2 separate regions of the Ovis aries genome follow, and region 2 is linked to region 1. The links are chromatin contacts, called in public Hi-C maps. All regions are on one chromosome and are shown on one strand. Each heading gives the region's core, a stretch centred on a gene start, on an enhancer-like site or on the middle of the called end of the contact. The rest is flanking DNA. Distances are from core to core; before and after follow the strand shown. Region 1 holds the start of DHRS3 (dehydrogenase/reductase 3). Region 2 overlaps VPS13D (vacuolar protein sorting 13 homolog D).

Region 1 (4,124 bases), core at 172-2,671:
TCAGCTGCTGGTTAGCCTGTCCCCTCTCTCTAGATTTCGGAACACCTGGCTTCCGAGTGCCTATCAGGCTAGGCTAGAGATCCACCACCGCTTCCCGCTTTTCAAACCACACCGAGTACCCCCTCTTTCCCAGCTTCCAGAGCCCCAGCCGTCCAGGTTGGGGCTGGGAAGCGGGTTGCCAAGGAAAATACGAAGCGCCAGCTAGCAGGCGGCTCCCCGCTCTACTCAGGAGCGCACACACCCTGCCTTACCAGGGTGGCGGCAAAGAGGGAAAGCGAGGGGAGGAAAAAACGCAACACCTTCCTTTGGGAGGGAAGAATGTGGGAAATGGGTGGGTCTGCTAAGTTTCGAGGTGGGGGTGAACAGCCAGCCACAGATCCCAAAGGAGAGGGGCAGCTCCGGACCTGCCAAAAAAGACAGACAGTCGGCTGCCCGGGAAATGTACAAGGTGAAACTAACTAGCTCAGCACTCGCGGGTGGCGCAGAGAAGTAGGGTGGCCGGCGACTTTCAGACCCTGGGCGCGGGTTCCGGCAGCGGCAGCAGGTGGGCGCACCCCCTGTCCCCTGGGCCCCCCTCGCCTCCAGCCCCCACCACTCTGGATTCGCGGGGCCCCGGTACCTTTCTGGCGCCGCGCTCCGCGAACTCGCGAGCTAGCTGGCGCCCGATGCCTCTCCCGCCGCCGGTGATGAGGACGTTCTCCCGGGACAGGTCCCGCAGCTTGGCGGGCAACAGGAGTCCGACCGCAGCCTTCACCACCAGATAGATCATCTGCAGAGGGAACACCACCAGCGCGCCCAGCCGTTTCCACACCATCCTCCGCGCCGCGGGGCCGGGCGGCGGGGGCCAAACTCCCCGGACCGAACAAAACAGGACTTAAAAAAGAAAACACCCCCAAACAGTAATAAACCGAATAAGGGGGCAGAGAGGCGTCCCACCTGGCCACTCTTGAAATCACCTCTTCCCAAATGCAAAGCAAGTACCCGGTGAGAAAAAGAGGGGGGAGAGAAAAAAAAAAAAAGATAAATCCTCCGGAGGAGAAAAAGCGTCTCCGAAGGTTGGGACAGTAAGAGGGGTGGAGGGGAAGCCAGAGGTGGAAAGTTCTAACAAGAACTTTCTTGCCCCGGCAGCCAGCCGTTTCGGCTGGGGAATTCTCAGGTAATGTTTACAGGCTGACAGAGGAGTTCAGGCAGGGGAAGAAAAAAAAAAAAAAAAAAAAAAAGAGGCACCAACCACACGCGCGCACCCTGCTACAGTCCCGCGGTTTCAAAGTGCAAGATTAAAAAAAAAAAAAAACAACACGTTTCCAAATTGTAGCGCCCCCCCAACCCCTTTTCCAGGAAAAAAAAAAAAAAAGAAAGTAGGGGGGAAAAGTGCTTGGAGCTCCCAATTTCAGCCCGCGAAAGTCTCCAGACTCATTGCTATTCTTGGGCTCAGGAAATTGCTTAAACGCGATCTGATTGCCAGCAACGTGCAGGAGAAGTGGGGGGTCCGGGTGTCAGTTTCTTTCCGTGCATGGCTCGCCCTCGCGCGCGCCCGCTCTCTCCGGCTCCCTCCCTCCCTCTCTCTTCCAGCGGAGGCTGGGAGTTGCCGCTCGATCCGGCTCCCTCTCTCTCCCTTGTTAGCATTTATTGCCTTCTTTTTGTCCTTTCCAACTTGGAGAGGGCCCGGGTGCGGAGCGCGAGTGGATCGGACGACTGAGTCTACGCCGCCTTATCCGTTCGCTCCTGGGACAGCCGCGGCTCAGAACGAGAGGGCTGCCCTTTTTCCCCCCCATTTTTTTTTTTTATAATACCCCATTAAGTCTGATTGACAGTTAAAGTTGTTCTGAGGCTTCGCTATGGTTCCTCTGAGTGGCTGCCGCGGGCTCCCCTCCCCCTGCGCAGTGGCGGGGTGCGCGCCCGGGCGCGCACACGGGCTCGCAGAGACACCGCTCTCCCCAGGCCGGCTCCCCTAGCTGCAAGCAGGGGCTTGCCGGCTGTGTCCCTGAGGGCTCGCCACAGTAACTCGCACACGCTGGAACCGACTCCAGCGAACCGGCTCCCTCCTCGAAGCATGCCTTCTGGCCTGGGGCTCGGTCTGCCTGAGCAGGGAAGCCTGCAGGCCAGGTGACCTCCGGTGTGTGCCTGCCGGGCAGCCACGGGGGAGCTTACGCTCGCCTTGTTCCATCAGGTCGCCCAGGGTTTATATCAGGTCATTTGATCGTCCCCTGCCTCCAGGTAGGACCAGGAAGCCACTTCTGACCCTTACTCAGAAGCCTCCTGTCTTCACTTAGAGAGCACTTTCTAAGTCTAACCCGAGTCCCTCGTGTTGTAAGGGCCGGGGGAGCGGGGGGAGCGACGGGGAACCGCTGGGGAGCAAGGTTTTGCTTTGAGGGGTGGGGGTGGGCAGGGTAAGGGAACCTCTGCCCCCGAGGTGTCAATAAAATCCCCATAAGATTAGCTGGGAGCGTATTTATTGCTCATCTGGGCTAGAATTACCTTGACTGACAGCAATTTCCTTAACAAACTCCTGTAAACAAAACTTGCTAAACCTGACCCCCCCCCCCCGTTCCCCCCCCCACAAGCCCCTGCCCCTACCCCTCCCCATCCTGTGCAGGCGGACTTCTCTCTTTGGGTCTCCCTGGGCTGCCCTCCGCGGGGTGGGGTTGGGCCCACCTTGTAACCTCTTGCTTTCTCCCAACGAGAATGTCTCCCCTGCCGGAGGGTGGGACCCAGCTATTTAGAGTTGTCTGTTGCAGAAAAAGTCTGGGAGGTGAGTCACGAAAAAGCAGCGCCAGTGAAAATCACTGATCGGACTTGCCTCCTGCTGCCCCTGATGGTCCCAGGCCTGGAGGAAGAGAGGATGAGCCAGGGAGCTTGCCCTGTAATCTGGGCCAGCGCTTCTCCAGCGAGAGGCTTGTTCGAATCAGTACCGTTTAATGATCTGCTGAGGATCCGGGGAGAATGTCACTTTGAGAAAAGCTGGTTTGGGGAGGGGGTGGCTGGGGGTTTAACTCCTCCCTGGGCTGCAAAGACCCTGTAGCTTTGGAGAAAACTTCTGGCCGCGTGGATCTTCCTTCTAGGTGAATTTGGGAAGTCATTATGTCACCCGCTGGAAGAGCAAAAAGGGGTAGGAAGAGCGTGGCTGGATGACAGACTATCCTAGACTGAGGGCTTCGATTCTGAAACTGAAGCCTCCCACTGACCTTGCAAGGGGGGGGTATCATTATCCCAGTCTGCCAGGTAGTGCAGGAGGGATGGCTCCAGATCCAGATATGATTCCTTTTCCTACCCCATCCCACCCCACCCTATTCTGGCAGGAGGAGAGGACCAGGCTCCCTCCTGCCTCCATCCAACCCTCCAAAAATAGGACCCCAAGACAGGCCATTGCCTTCCTAGACTCCCAGGCCACAGCTAAAGGCAGGACTTGGTCCACATGACGGCCTCCTCCCACCTAGGAGGCCTGTAAAAATGGGAAAGAAATCCCAGCCCTGGAGAGGCTCTCCCCACCCAGCGGTGGCGGGTGTCTGCGGGGCCTGCCAAGACAACTGGGAAAGTCTGGCGCTGAAACCCCTGCGCGCAGCCTGTTCTCATCTGTTATCCTCGACGCCGCCTAGTGGTGTGGGTGTGATACTGCGCCTCCAAGCTGCCCAAGTCTCCAGCCTCCAGTGTTCCTGCTACCCTACCAGCCATCCTTTTCCTTCCAGGCTTTTCTCCCACCTAACATGAACACTTCAAGCCTAAAAAGGCTTGCAAGTATCATAGCTCCACTTCCCCACACAATCGCTGCTGTGTGGAGTAGGTTATTGAAACACAGGGATGTGAAGCAACTCTTAAACCCAGCAGTGTGTTCACCGAAATCCACTGATGCTCACCAGCCTGCCAACCCTGTTCAGATACCAGATCAGCTGGGAGACCTCTAGGTCCCACTTACATTTGCCTTGGGTGTACGTTTGAGTGGGAAGGGGGTTGAGAACCCGAATTAACCTTCAGTGTATCAGGACTGTTACATGTACTTTGACTTCATCTCCGAAACAGTCTCCAGGGGTGGGCATCACGATGCCACTGTATTAACACTGGGCTCAGCAATGTAAGTGACTCATTCAACTCAAGGCCACACAGGGGACTTCCCTTAACCTCTCCCA
Region 2 (3,918 bases), core at 662-3,161, 260 kb before region 1:
CCCAAAATGTTCAGTTCTTCTTTTGTGTGAAGGAGTGCAGTTTAATGTGAATGATTTATGTTTGTCCTTGGCTACCACCACCAGATCCTGGGTCATAGTGTATTTTGTAAAAATATACCTTTTGAGCTTCATCTACTAGGAGTTCAGAACAGGGATATTAGTAAATGAGGGCAGTACTATGATTTTTTCCTGAAAGGTTTTGCTAGGATTGATGTTCGTGAAGAGGGCTCCCAAAGCCCAGGCTTGATTCTTCATTGTTTCATGAATTTATACTTCTAAGTTTTTCTTTATCTGTTATTTCATCTTTTGGGCTAAGCAGAGCATTATTCCTGTGTAGTCCATGGGGACAAAAGCTCAGAGAGACTAAGTAATTTGCCTCCATTCACATGAGAGGCCTGGGACTTTATTTCTCATGATTTACAAGCCAGGTCCTTTCTCATAGGCTGAGCTGCATACAGAGCATTAGAACCTGCACTGTGTATAATGGTCACATTTCCCTGGGGATCAGGTCCACAGGGCAGACATTGCCTCAGCTGGAGCTATTTAAACTAAACGTGGACGTGAGGAGCTTGGGGTTCTTTCAGCCTGTGAACCAATTAGGTCTGGTCACCAAAGGAGGTTTCTGAGGCCACCAGGGAATCCTGTTCTCTTTGGTGAGCCCCCCAAAGAGGGGGGCTTTTGTCCTGTGGCGCTATGCCCAAGCCAGGTACACAGCTGATCTGGACTCTAAGTGTGGAAGATGTCCGCTCCTTCCCCTGTGAGTTTAGACTTGTGAGCCTCTCCACGTATTTTTATCCTCAGTGAGGCAGGCTGTTGAAGTCTCTGCGGGTATGTGCAATCCACACAATCAGCTTGGGGACCTTAGCAGTGTGCCTACCTAGGCTATTTAATTTCACAGCCATATACTCGTGAATACCTTTATATGGGTTCCTAGCACTTTATTCCATGTTACAGTGTGATCAAAGCTATTTGCCACCTGTTCTTTTTAAATCTAATTTGCAAATGGAAACTTAGCGTCTGGCTCACAGTGGGATATGAAAGCACATCTGGCTTCTTTTCCTCCTGGGCCCTTTATCTCCTTCAGTAAAGCTGCTCTCTGGCTCAAGGAGAGGGAGGTTCCTTTCAAGGTGCCACAGTGAGTACTGTTTACCCTGCTGACAGCTCTTAAATTTTTTACTCCCCCTCTGCTCTTGTCAGCAGCCTCACAGCTACTCCTTAATTTTCAACTTGTTGAACACTTGATTTTTTTTTTTTTTAAATCAAGCCTTGGGAACTAAGTGAGGCCATTGGGATGAGAAATGAGCATATTCTAGGTGGAGATTATATTTAGATGCATTTGGGGTGTCTCTAAAAAGCTAACCACTAAGTTGTGGGAACACGCTGGAGCCTACTCACTTAACTTAGACTCCCCTGAGCCGTTCTTACCAGAACAGAACTTGTCTTAACCTGAAATGGCTTGTTGTGGCGTGTGTAGAGCACTAACTTCTGAAAACTTGAGAAGCTACAAAGGGAAAAGGAAACAGTAGTTACTTTTCAGAAGATGTGACACTGACTTAACCCTACTGCCCCTGTGCCGTACGCGAGAGGTGGGAAAGGCAGGCTTTGGTGGGGTTGGCCTTCTTGATTTTGCTGGCCGGAAACACATGGTCCTAGAAGATGAATTGAATTTTGCTGTAGTCTTCTCAGCCGGCAACTGCAGGCACCTCCAGCTGTCATTTTCTCCACAGCTGCAGACCACTTGGATCCTGGTCTTCCGAGGGCTGTCTTTGTGCTTTAAAACCAGAACAGAGTAAGACTGGGCCTCGCCGGTTTTTGTAGGCCGGGTGTGTGTTGCTGAGCACGTCAGCCTGGAGGCTCCTGGGCTGCTGCTGCCTTCGTAGTTCCTGCTCCCACTTCGCTCTTTCTTCGTGCGGCCAGTAGAGGGAGCACAGGCCCCAGTAGGAGCCAGGGCCTGTGCTCCCAGGAGTGCGCAGCAGGCCGCAAGGGCACCGGAGAGCCTTCCTCAGTCTGTTTCCAGTGTTCATCATCAGGTCCAGCTCCCCCTAGAATTGGCTCATATGGATCAGTGTTTCTCTCCAGTTTCCCCAATTAGAAGCTGCTTTGTGAAGGAAACCATATTTTGTGTTCCTCTTGGCATCTCCATAGAACCTGCCTAATACAGATGGTGAGGATATCTGTGCCAGAAAAATGAGCTAAAAACTTCACTTAAATAGCTTTGGGATAGTTATCTTTTTGAACTTCCAGAGAGGAAAGCCCACAACTGCATATGTAAGAGAACAGGAAAGGATGTTTTTATTTTTTTATAAATGTGCTTAGTATGACTCAAGGGTAACTGTTATACAGAAGAGAGCTTCCTGAAAGTACAAGTGTTTTGGACAAAGTGATACAAGTACACGTGTTCTGTCTTGCTGCAGTTCAGGTTATCCATTTAGAATGGCTTTCTTGGAAGCAGTGGAGGTTCATGTCTGTCTGTCTTGATGCCAGCCGTGTTAGGTCTAATGCCTTCTCCTGAGTTACGGCCCATAAGAATCACGGGAGAATTGTGAGGTGAGACTTGTCAACCGTCACAGTCAGTTGTTGGGGGACTGAGTCATCTCATAGTAGGTGGCAGAGTACATGGAGATGTCCTGCTTGGCCTGTCAGCACACCTGTGGTGCTTCGTTCTTTTTTCTCTCCACTATCAGCCTCTGCACAAGAGGCCATGGTGGGCACTGCCTCCAGGTGTGGGGAGGGTCTCTGCTGCACAGATCAGGGCGTGCGCTAACATCCTTCTGTTTGCTCACAGCAGAGATGAAAGCCCCTAAGCGCCGGCAGCCGTTTGTCCCTTTTGCTCTGAGGAATCATACAGGCTGTACTTTGTGGTTTGCCACCCTGACCACCACGCCCACCAGGTAAGGAACACGGGATCTGTCACCCGGTGCCATCTCTATCACCGCAGGCTCCTGACCACCACGCCCACCAGGTAAGGAACACGGGATCTGTCACCCGGTGCCATCTCTATCACCGCAGGCTCCTGTGTACCAACCCGGCAGAGCAAGGCGGGCCCTCCGTGAGGCTCTTAGGATCCATTGCATTTGAATCAATAATGTGCTGTCTTGCTGAGACTTATGATGGAGGTTCTGGTTTTACATAGAGTCTGTAGTCAGAGAAGTAGATCTTGACTCTGAAATATCCAAACTGTGATCTTGATCCTGGCATCCATTGTTTTTAAAGTAAAAGTTGAGCAGTTTAAGGATGTGAAAGAAAAGTCACTCCATCCTTTCTCCTTGGTCTTCATTTCTACTTCCCCCTTTAAGAGAAGCTGTATGCTATTATGAAATCAAATGTTTTGCCCATTTTTCTTCCAAAACTGCCTGAAAATACCTCTCACATCCCTCACCTCTACCCCGAATTATCTTCCAAACCTGCAGCACACTTGAGTCTAGGTGGAACTGGGTAGAGTTGGGAGAACAAATGAGTTCACCTAAACCAAGTGAGAAGGCTCTCTAACAACTTTCTGCCGATTTAGACCTTGGTTCAGCTTTCCAAATGCAGGCCTATCTTCCCAGTTTAGTAGTGAAGTATATGAAATGAGGACCAGAATCAGTTGATTTGAGAATGTATTTCTCCTGCCTCCACCAAGTATGGTAGTGCTCCAGAAGAAACTTTTTTTTTTTAAGTCACTTTTTAGTTAATAGTCACTTAAAAAAAAAGTCACTTAAATATTGGGTTGGCCAAGAAATTCATTCAGGTTTTCTAATACTATAGTTAAAAGTCACAACTAGCTTACATAACCCCTAGGGTACCAGACTCTACTGCTGGCAGCAGGTGATTCTGCAGTGATTGCTTTCCAGCTATTTGTAAAGTTTCAAATGTTGTGATTGGTTATGAAGTTAACTTGAGTTATTGACCTTTAAGGTCCTCTTTTGCAGCCAGGTT

Evidence for each region. A called contact is a pair of places that touch in the nucleus more often than the background predicts.
Region 2: a contact with region 1 is called in a Hi-C map of liver, with 3 times the contacts expected there. The contact joins the enhancer-like site here to the promoter of DHRS3 in region 1. A contact is called at or near these places in 4 of 16 Hi-C or Micro-C datasets (hypothalamus, liver, muscle and 1 more).

The regions. Positions count from the first base shown.
Region 1 is chr12:40,372,183-40,376,306 of ARS-UI_Ramb_v3.0, reverse strand. DHRS3 (dehydrogenase/reductase 3) reads right to left here and starts at 1,421. Exons shown (of 5, transcript XM_060396480.1): 1 at 620-1,421. The coding sequence starts at 814. It overlaps LOC132657510 (a long non-coding RNA gene), which reads left to right and starts at 1,920. Exons shown (of 2, transcript XR_009595821.1): 1 at 1,920-2,217.
Region 2 is chr12:40,631,939-40,635,856 of ARS-UI_Ramb_v3.0, reverse strand. It overlaps VPS13D (vacuolar protein sorting 13 homolog D), which reads left to right. Exons shown (of 68, transcript XM_060396484.1): 40 at 2,789-2,891. Among named protein-coding and RNA genes, the nearest start is that of VPS13D, 100 kb to the left of the region's middle. Within about 2 kb of position 1,911, at least 25 of the 54 cell types and tissues checked have an H3K27ac peak or open chromatin away from gene starts, as enhancers often do. A contact at or near this core is called in hypothalamus and liver, where this site is marked.